Regions from separate parts of the Zea mays genome. Here region 1 is linked to region 2. Evidence: chromatin contacts called from public Hi-C data. All regions are on one chromosome and are shown on one strand. The core of a region is the stretch at or near the end of the contact, and the rest is flanking DNA. Distances in the headings are between cores, read along the strand shown.

What was found. A called contact is a pair of places that touch in the nucleus more often than the background predicts.
Region 1: a contact with region 2 is called in a Hi-C map of leaf, with 4 times the contacts expected there. The contact joins the promoter of LOC100191553 here to the promoter of LOC100383211 in region 2. A contact is called at or near these places in 5 of 25 Hi-C or Micro-C datasets (bundle sheath, ear, leaf and 1 more).

What each region holds. Positions count from the first base shown.
Region 1 is chr2:5,971,463-5,975,472 of Zm-B73-REFERENCE-NAM-5.0, reverse strand. It overlaps LOC100191553 (zinc finger (ubiquitin-hydrolase) domain-containing protein), which reads right to left and starts at 1,544. Exons shown (of 12, transcript NM_001365500.1): 1 at 1,181-1,544; 2 at 988-1,103; 3 at 799-907; 4 at 590-704; 5 at 190-287. The coding sequence starts at 1,531.
Region 2 is chr2:5,775,977-5,779,623 of Zm-B73-REFERENCE-NAM-5.0, reverse strand. LOC100383211 (putative RING zinc finger domain superfamily protein) reads left to right here and starts at 2,339. Exons shown (of 7, transcript NM_001175873.1): 1 at 2,339-2,528; 2 at 3,562-3,647.

The DNA of each region.
Region 1 (4,010 bases), core at 295-2,794, 200 kb before region 2:
AAATTCACTAGTCACCAAGAAGATTATGCAAATAACACAGCTATAAATTTAAGTGAAGTACTTGTTATTGCAAATTCAATGCAATGTACATATCATACTAAGAAAATAATAAACGCCAAAATGAGTCCATGTTCTGATTGTTTACTGCCCTAGGGTAAATGATGAAAGAGCAAAGCAACCATTCATTACCGGACAGGATGAATTGGTCCACACTGAAACACATGAGCAACGGAAAGAGTGATCACAAGTAGTTGCCAAAATCCCACTGATGTCCTGATCCAATCTTTCTGACAAATTAACATATTAAGATGGCAGAAAATAGTTAGGTGTACCAGAAACAAGGCAGACAACTTAAACAACCAACAAAATATGAAAAGTGAAAATAATAGATGAAGGGTTGCTGTTGCATCAAACAGAATGGTATTTAAAGTTAAAACTATGGCCAGGATAGAACAGAGGTGCCTAAATCTCTTCAACGGAGATCACAAATTGAATTCAAATGTGACACCATGGTGACACGTACATATGACTATAAATTGTATTGCAGAGGCCCCAAAATACAAAAAAAAATACAAAACAGTAAGTTCACCAATGCAAACAGGACACATTGGAAGTTCAGTGGATCCAGCCGGTGGAGTTGTGGCAACCTCTGAGGAAGGTGTATACTGCACAGCAGCTATAAACAGAACATGGCACACCTCACTCTACACCATGGAAACGAGAGTTAATCGCCAATTTAGCAACGATCTCAAATATGATCAGCGAATAAACTAGAATTCAATTAAGAAGATAAGACACCTCAGAGGTTGAGAACCTCCAGCCATTGAGATCGGCGTAGAACCATTCAGCGCTACTCTGGTCCTCAAACTCCACTAGAACGCTGTACCGGTCCTCCACTCCATCATCCCTACCGTTCGAACAGCATGTGTAACTAAATTGCACAGCAAGCTGGGCATGGAGTCACTTGTTTATGAGGCGGTAACTAACCTGATGAAACGAATGTCGGCTGCACACTCGAGGTGGGGGCCGCAGAAGCGAACAAAGTCCTCCGGCGAAACGCGCGTCGGAACGGCGAGCACCAGGAGGCGCGTGCCGCGACATAGCTGCGAGACGGAGACAGAAAGCAAATGGCGTAAGCGCGCGGAAGGCAATAAGAGAGAACCCGAGGAAGAGTAATTACGGGCAGGTGCGAGTCGGAGGCGGGCTGCGGGGTGGCCGGCCCGGATGAGGAGGAAGAGGTGGCTGCGACCGCCGAGGCGTAGGAGGAGGAGGTGGAAGTGGAGGACGACGAGTGGTAGAGGTGGATGACGCCGCGGGTGTGGAGGATCCTAGGGCTTCGGCTGGGCGCGACGGGGTTTGCGCCGGGGAGCTCGAGAGTAAGTATGGACGATGTGGTGGTAGAGGGGGGAGGGTGGCTGGAGAGCGGACGAGAGGTGGTAACGCCGCCGCTGCTGGTGCCGACTTCGTCGGCGGCGACTGCTGCCACGGCGGCGTCGGGGAAGTCGACGGACTGGATTCGCAGGACGAACATGATGGCTGGGTTCGCTGGGCTTTTGGGCCCTTTCCCTTCTTTTAGGCTCGAATTGCTTTTTTTTTTTGCCTATTTAGATCCATGAGCTATTCCAAAAATAATTAAAGTTTAATCAGTTAGGAGTAAAGGTCTAAACAGAAAGAACTAAAAGTGACTAAAATAGTAAAAAAATTATCAATTCAGTCAGGTTTAGCTCTTATTGTTTGTATCATTGGCTTCTAGGTGACTAAGTTTTAGTCACTTTTACTTTAGCTTCTAAGATCCAAACATGTCATTGATAAACAAGTTGTGTTTATGTGTTGTCATGGATATACAAGGACATGTACCCAAACGGATCTATGTTGTCGTGAGTGAGGGTAGAGTCTCCCGTGTTAGAATTATAGGCATTTTCCGTATCATTTTAATTCCATAAATTAATATTATGATGATGACATATAAAAGATAATTAATCATGACATCAAATATATCCATAACAATATGGATCATGAGAACATAAAGCATATGAATTATATAAATCATATAAATACGATAAACATGTAAACTGACTGGACGATTGAAAATAAACAGATAGAAACACAAACAGAATGACTGTAAAATTAAAACAGACAGATCTATCATATTACAATAAGACAGAACAGATAAGATAAAATCATTCCTAAATATGAAACAACATAGATGAATATATGAAACATATAAAATATCCAGAACACAAATCAGTAAGTAAATAAAACGATCATACCCTCTGATGCGCTCTGATGATCCAGATCCTTGGCCAGCTTCTTTTGTCATGTTGGAGATGTTTTGGGCAGTCGCGTAGACGCTCTCCAAAAACCTAATGTTAGGCATTTTCCTATCAGAGGTTTTGCTGCTGTGCTAAAGCCTGATCCTTTCGATGGTAAAAACTTCTTGATATGGAAGGCTAAGATGGAATTGTGGCTAACTGCAATGTCTTGTTTTCATGCCGCTGAGGGCAAGCCTGCCAACTTACCTCCTGAAGATGAGGCTAAGTTTAAGGCTGAAGACAACCTCTTTCGAGGTGCAGTGATTAGCGCACTTGACACAAAATTCCAGAAAAGCTATATCATCCTTCCCACGGAGAAAGAGCTGTGGGATGCTCTTGTTGGAAAGTTTGGAGTTACTGACGCTGGTAGCGAGCTGTATCTCATGGAGCAGCTGTATGACTACAAGATGGTTGAGAACCGATCTGTAGTGGAACAGGCTCATGAGTTTCAGGCATTAGCTAAGGAACTCGAACTTTTTCCTTGTCCTTTGCCTGATAAGTTTGTGGCTGGCGGTATAATCGCCAAGTTGCCACCTTCTTGGAAGGACTTTGCTACCTCTCTCAAACATAAGAGACAAGAGTTCAATGTGGAAGAGCTCATTGGTACTCTTGATGTTGAGGAAAGAGCTAGAACAAAAGACAATGGAAAAGGTGTGGAGACCTCTAATGCTAATATGGTGCAGAAGAGAAACTTCCACAAGTTTAACAAGAAGAAAAACCAGAACAAACCAGAGAACGCCGAATAAACCTGTTCAACCAGCACAGTTTAAAAAGAAGAACAACAATAACAAGGGAAAGGGAGGATGCTTTGTCTGTGGCAGTGTTCAACATTGGGCAAGAGAGTGCCCTGATCGCAAGTTCACTCAAGACAAGAAATCAGCTAATGTTGTAACCACTGAAACTGAAGAAGGAACATCTGGGTATGGTAATTCTTTACCATTTGTTCTCTCAGTCTGTAATTCACCTGAGTGGTGGATGGACAGTGGTGCAAACATTCATGTGTGTGCTGATGCCTCTATGTTCACTTCCTATCAGGTCGGGAGGTCTAGCGCCTTGTTGATGGGAAATGGGTCGCGTGCTCATGTTCTTGGTGTTGGTACGGTCATTCTGAAGTTTACTTCGGGAAAGACGATGCCATTGAAGAGCGTGCAGCATGTGCCCTCTATCAAGAAGAATCTCGTTAGCGCTTCTATGCTATGTCGAGATGGATACAAAGTTGTTCTTGAGTCTAATAAATGTGTTGTGTCAAAACATGGTACTTTTGTTGGTAAAGGATATGACTGTGGAGGCTTGTTCCGCTTATCTCTGCATGATGTGTGTAATAAACTGGTGAATTCTGTTCATTTTTCTGATGAGTCAGATTTATGGCATTCACGTTTTTGTCATGCAAGCTTTGGCTGTCTTATGCGGTTAGCAAATATAAATTTAATTCCTAAATTTAACTTGGTCAAAAAGTCTAAGTGCCATGTGTGTGTTGAATCAAAACAACCCCGCAAGCCTCATAAGGCTGCTGAGGCGAGGAGTTTGACACCTCTAGAACTTGTTCATTCTGATCTGTGCGAGATGAATGGAATTTTGACCAAAGGTGGTAAAAGATACTTTCTCACTTTTATAGATGACTCCACTAGATTTTGTTATGTGTATCTCTTAAAAACAAAAGATGAAGCGTTCAATTATTTTAAGGCCTATAAAGCTGAA
Region 2 (3,647 bases), core at 1,090-3,589:
CACCACCAATTATAGACACAAATCCAAACCCTCCCTCCCTCCCAGCTCACTCACTCTCTGAAGAACCGGTCAAAGGTAACAATCACGCATGCGCAGCACGGAGCGGCAGAGGACGGACAGCACCAACGCAACGCTGCTGCTACTATTTTGGATAATGGGGGGAGGAATCCTTTTGTCTGAACTTGCTCAAGGAAAATTAAAAAAGAAAAGAAAGAATCCATCCAGTGACGGGTGATCACCGATGAGGCGAACTTTTTCACCGGCGGCTGGGGGTGGGGGGAGGGAAAAGGCTGGCACCGTATTTAGGCGAGGTTCTTTACGTAAATTATCCCAAAGTGGCATGGGGAAAGGTAAAGAACATGGCGTCCGAGTCCTCCGACGACCCAGACGGAGAGGAGAGATCGAGCGGTAAAGAAACGAAAGGAGATGGAAACTAAAGCCATGGCGGAGCATTCTTCCACCGGCCGGCCGTATATTCGCTCCCGCCCCGGGGCGGAGGAGGAGGAGGAGGAGGAGCACGAGCCCGGCCCGTCAACGGCAACGGGGACGGGAGGGCCGCCTCAGCACAGCAGCCTCGAGACGTTTACCCGAAAACTGCGTGAAAACAGCAGCAGGCTCTCACGAAATGCTCATGACCGGGCCGGTGGCTGACGAGCAGCAGCGTCTTTCCGTGCTGTGCGTCAGTTTCCTTGTGGCTGTACTGTACGGGACGAGATGGACGGCGATGGCTGCTGGCTGGCGTGGTGGAAACGAGATGGTGGCACAGGCTGCCTGTGACACTGACAGGCCATGCAGTGCAAACTCCACTCCACCACCCGTACCCTCGCTCGCTCAAGCAAGACACGCGCGGACGGGATCGGCGTTTGACTTGCTGCTAATCTATCTCATTTATCTCGCTGATGCCCCACGCGCGACGTGTGCTCGCGTCGCGTCTTGTGTGCCTGTGTCTGCAACTGCAAGGGCTGCCTGCCTAAGCCGCTGTGTGCTGACGACGCATGCATGAGCGCCAAACAACAGCGGCATCGGCATATGCTTTGCTTGGTCACCACAGCACACCGAACGAATTCTCAATACATTATCAGATGCCTACGGATTAGGACGTCTTCGGCCAGAGGGATTCCAGTGCGAGTTCCACGGAAGTTTTTTTTTTACAGAAACCATGCGGCCAGGACCAGTGGCGTGTGTGTGAGACGCTCCCGCATCGCCGGTGGAACACGAAACAAAACTGAAACGCAGCGTGGATGGGATGGAGATGACGGTACGTGGTGGATCCAGATGATTTCCGTGCATGTATCAAGGACTGTTTTCTTTCTCACGAGCTGTCAATGCCCCCTTTTTTTTTCCTTGGCCTGTTTTGCTTGAACAAGGCGAGATATTCAATGAGAATAAGCGCCTGACAGCCAACCATGCTAGCTGGTCCATGGCCATGGGACCAAATGAGACGCCAAACCCACGCAGCACAGGCCGCACAGCTTGATTAGTTGCCGGGAAATGACCTTTAGCAGTTTAGCAGGTGAAAAACAGAATCACCAGAGGAGGCTCCAACACAGCTCACAAGTTGATGCATAATAATAAATGGTAGGGGTAGTAGCTTGATCTGAAACAATTAACTCGCTTTCATGGTTTTCTCATGAGCTGACAAATGCGCAGCAACTGCACACACACAATCCAACTAACATGTCTCATGACACTTGGATCGCACCTAGAGATATTCAATGAAAAAGGATCGCAAGAAGAAGAAGAAAAAGATACTATTCAATGCAGTGCAAGGGATGAGCTAGAGAGCGTCACTCCATGACCGTAGCCATCCATCCATCCTGATGCTGTGCTGTGCTGTGCATGCAAAGGAAAGAGAGAAAGACTGAAAGAGAGACTGAGAGGAGAGGCGCTTTGCTGTCGTAGTGTTGCTGCCGCAACGCCACAAAAAGGGTCAGGGGCAGGGAGGTCATGTGAAAGACAACACGACGCAGGCCTCCTCCTCTCTAATCTTTGGCCCTTCTTTAAGGGGGGCTACTCCTGCTAATTCCAATGGGGCGCATTTAGTGGGGGGAGGAAAAGGGATCCTTGCGAAGACCCAGACGCCAGAGGGGAGTGAGGGAGAGGGGAGGGAGAAATAAATAAACCCGAATTCAGCCAAACTTCTCTCTCCCACCGCGCTTGCATCCTCTCATCGCCACCCCACCCTCCTCCTCCCTGTCTTTCTCCCCCCCTCTCTCTCCCCCTCTTGACAAATTTTCCTCCACCCATTCCCTTCCTCCCCTCTTCTTCTTCTCCACCCACTCCACCGATCCCCCTCTTTCTCTCTGAATTCTCTCTCGTCGTGCCCACCCTTCCATCTGTCTGCTGCCTCTCTCTCTCGCAATCAGTCACTCGGCTCTTGTTTCTTCCGTCTGCTGGGTTGATTCTTTCTCTTCCTCTCCGTGGAGAAACAGGAGGAGAGAGGAAAGAAGAGAAATCGGAACCAGCCTGTTCTTTTTGCCTGGATTGCGGTTCTTGCGAGTTGTTCAGAAACTCTGGGCCAGTTTCTGGTACGGTTTGTTCCACCTCTCTATCAAACTGCTCCTTTTTTTATTTTCCGTCTTATCTCTTGATTTTGCATGGGGAAACAATCCCTTTCTCTTGTTCCAGTCCATGATTCCGTCGCAAATATGTGTTTTTTTCTCTCGCTGTTTCCTTCATGTTTCAATCCACAGTAGTTGTCCATGGAGCGGCCTGGATATGGCTCTCGTTGAACTATCAACAATTCTTGTTTTTTTCAGAAGCAAAATTCTCAACTTCCATGTTCAAACAAAAAAAACTCTTTTTTTCTTTGCTCGCGATACATGGATAGATGGATGTATTGGGCGTTCTTGGTTCAGTTAAAAATCTCTAGCTGCTCCCGTATTCCAGACTTTTCCAGTTTCGTGATCGCAGAGGGAATCGATGCTCCTCTTTGAAACAGTGGATCGCTACCTCCGTCTTTTTCCTTTTTATTTTTGTTTCTTTTACAGCGTCCTTTTGCAAACCGATAGGGAAGGGAAAAAATAAATGCAAAAGAAAAAGGCTGTATATTTTGAGCGAGCGTCCACAGAATCAATGGGCCCCATCCTGCATGCGGTCCATCTGTTTAGGTCGCATGCATTGTACATTCACCGTGCTTTGCTTTCACCCATTAAAATGCATGCATCACCACAGCTTTTTGCTCGCAACAGCAACCCAAACCATCAAGTTTGGTGCACGCGTACGCCACACCAAATGCGGCTCATGCCAAGATTGCTACAGCCAGATTAGTTGCCAATACCCTGATTAGTTGATGTCTAGTACAGTAATGTGTGAGACCAAAACAGGCGCAGCTACTTCCATAGAGTAACAACCGGGAGTAGAATTACAATATTTTGGAGTGCAGACAACAGTTTCTTGTATCTACAGTTGGCATATTTTGGTGGCAACTGTTGAAGGAATAGCCTAGATAAATCGTAGCCTTCTGTATCCCGTTCATTTCAGTCAGTTTTCTTGTGTTCCAATAAAGTTGGAGCACAATTCGGGGGCCTAAATGTTTGATGTGTTACTTACAACTGACAGGTCCTTTAAACTACTGGAAAGAGGAACCATCAGAGATGCCAAGGCAGCCAACAAATTGATATCTAATTGCCCTACTTTGGATCATC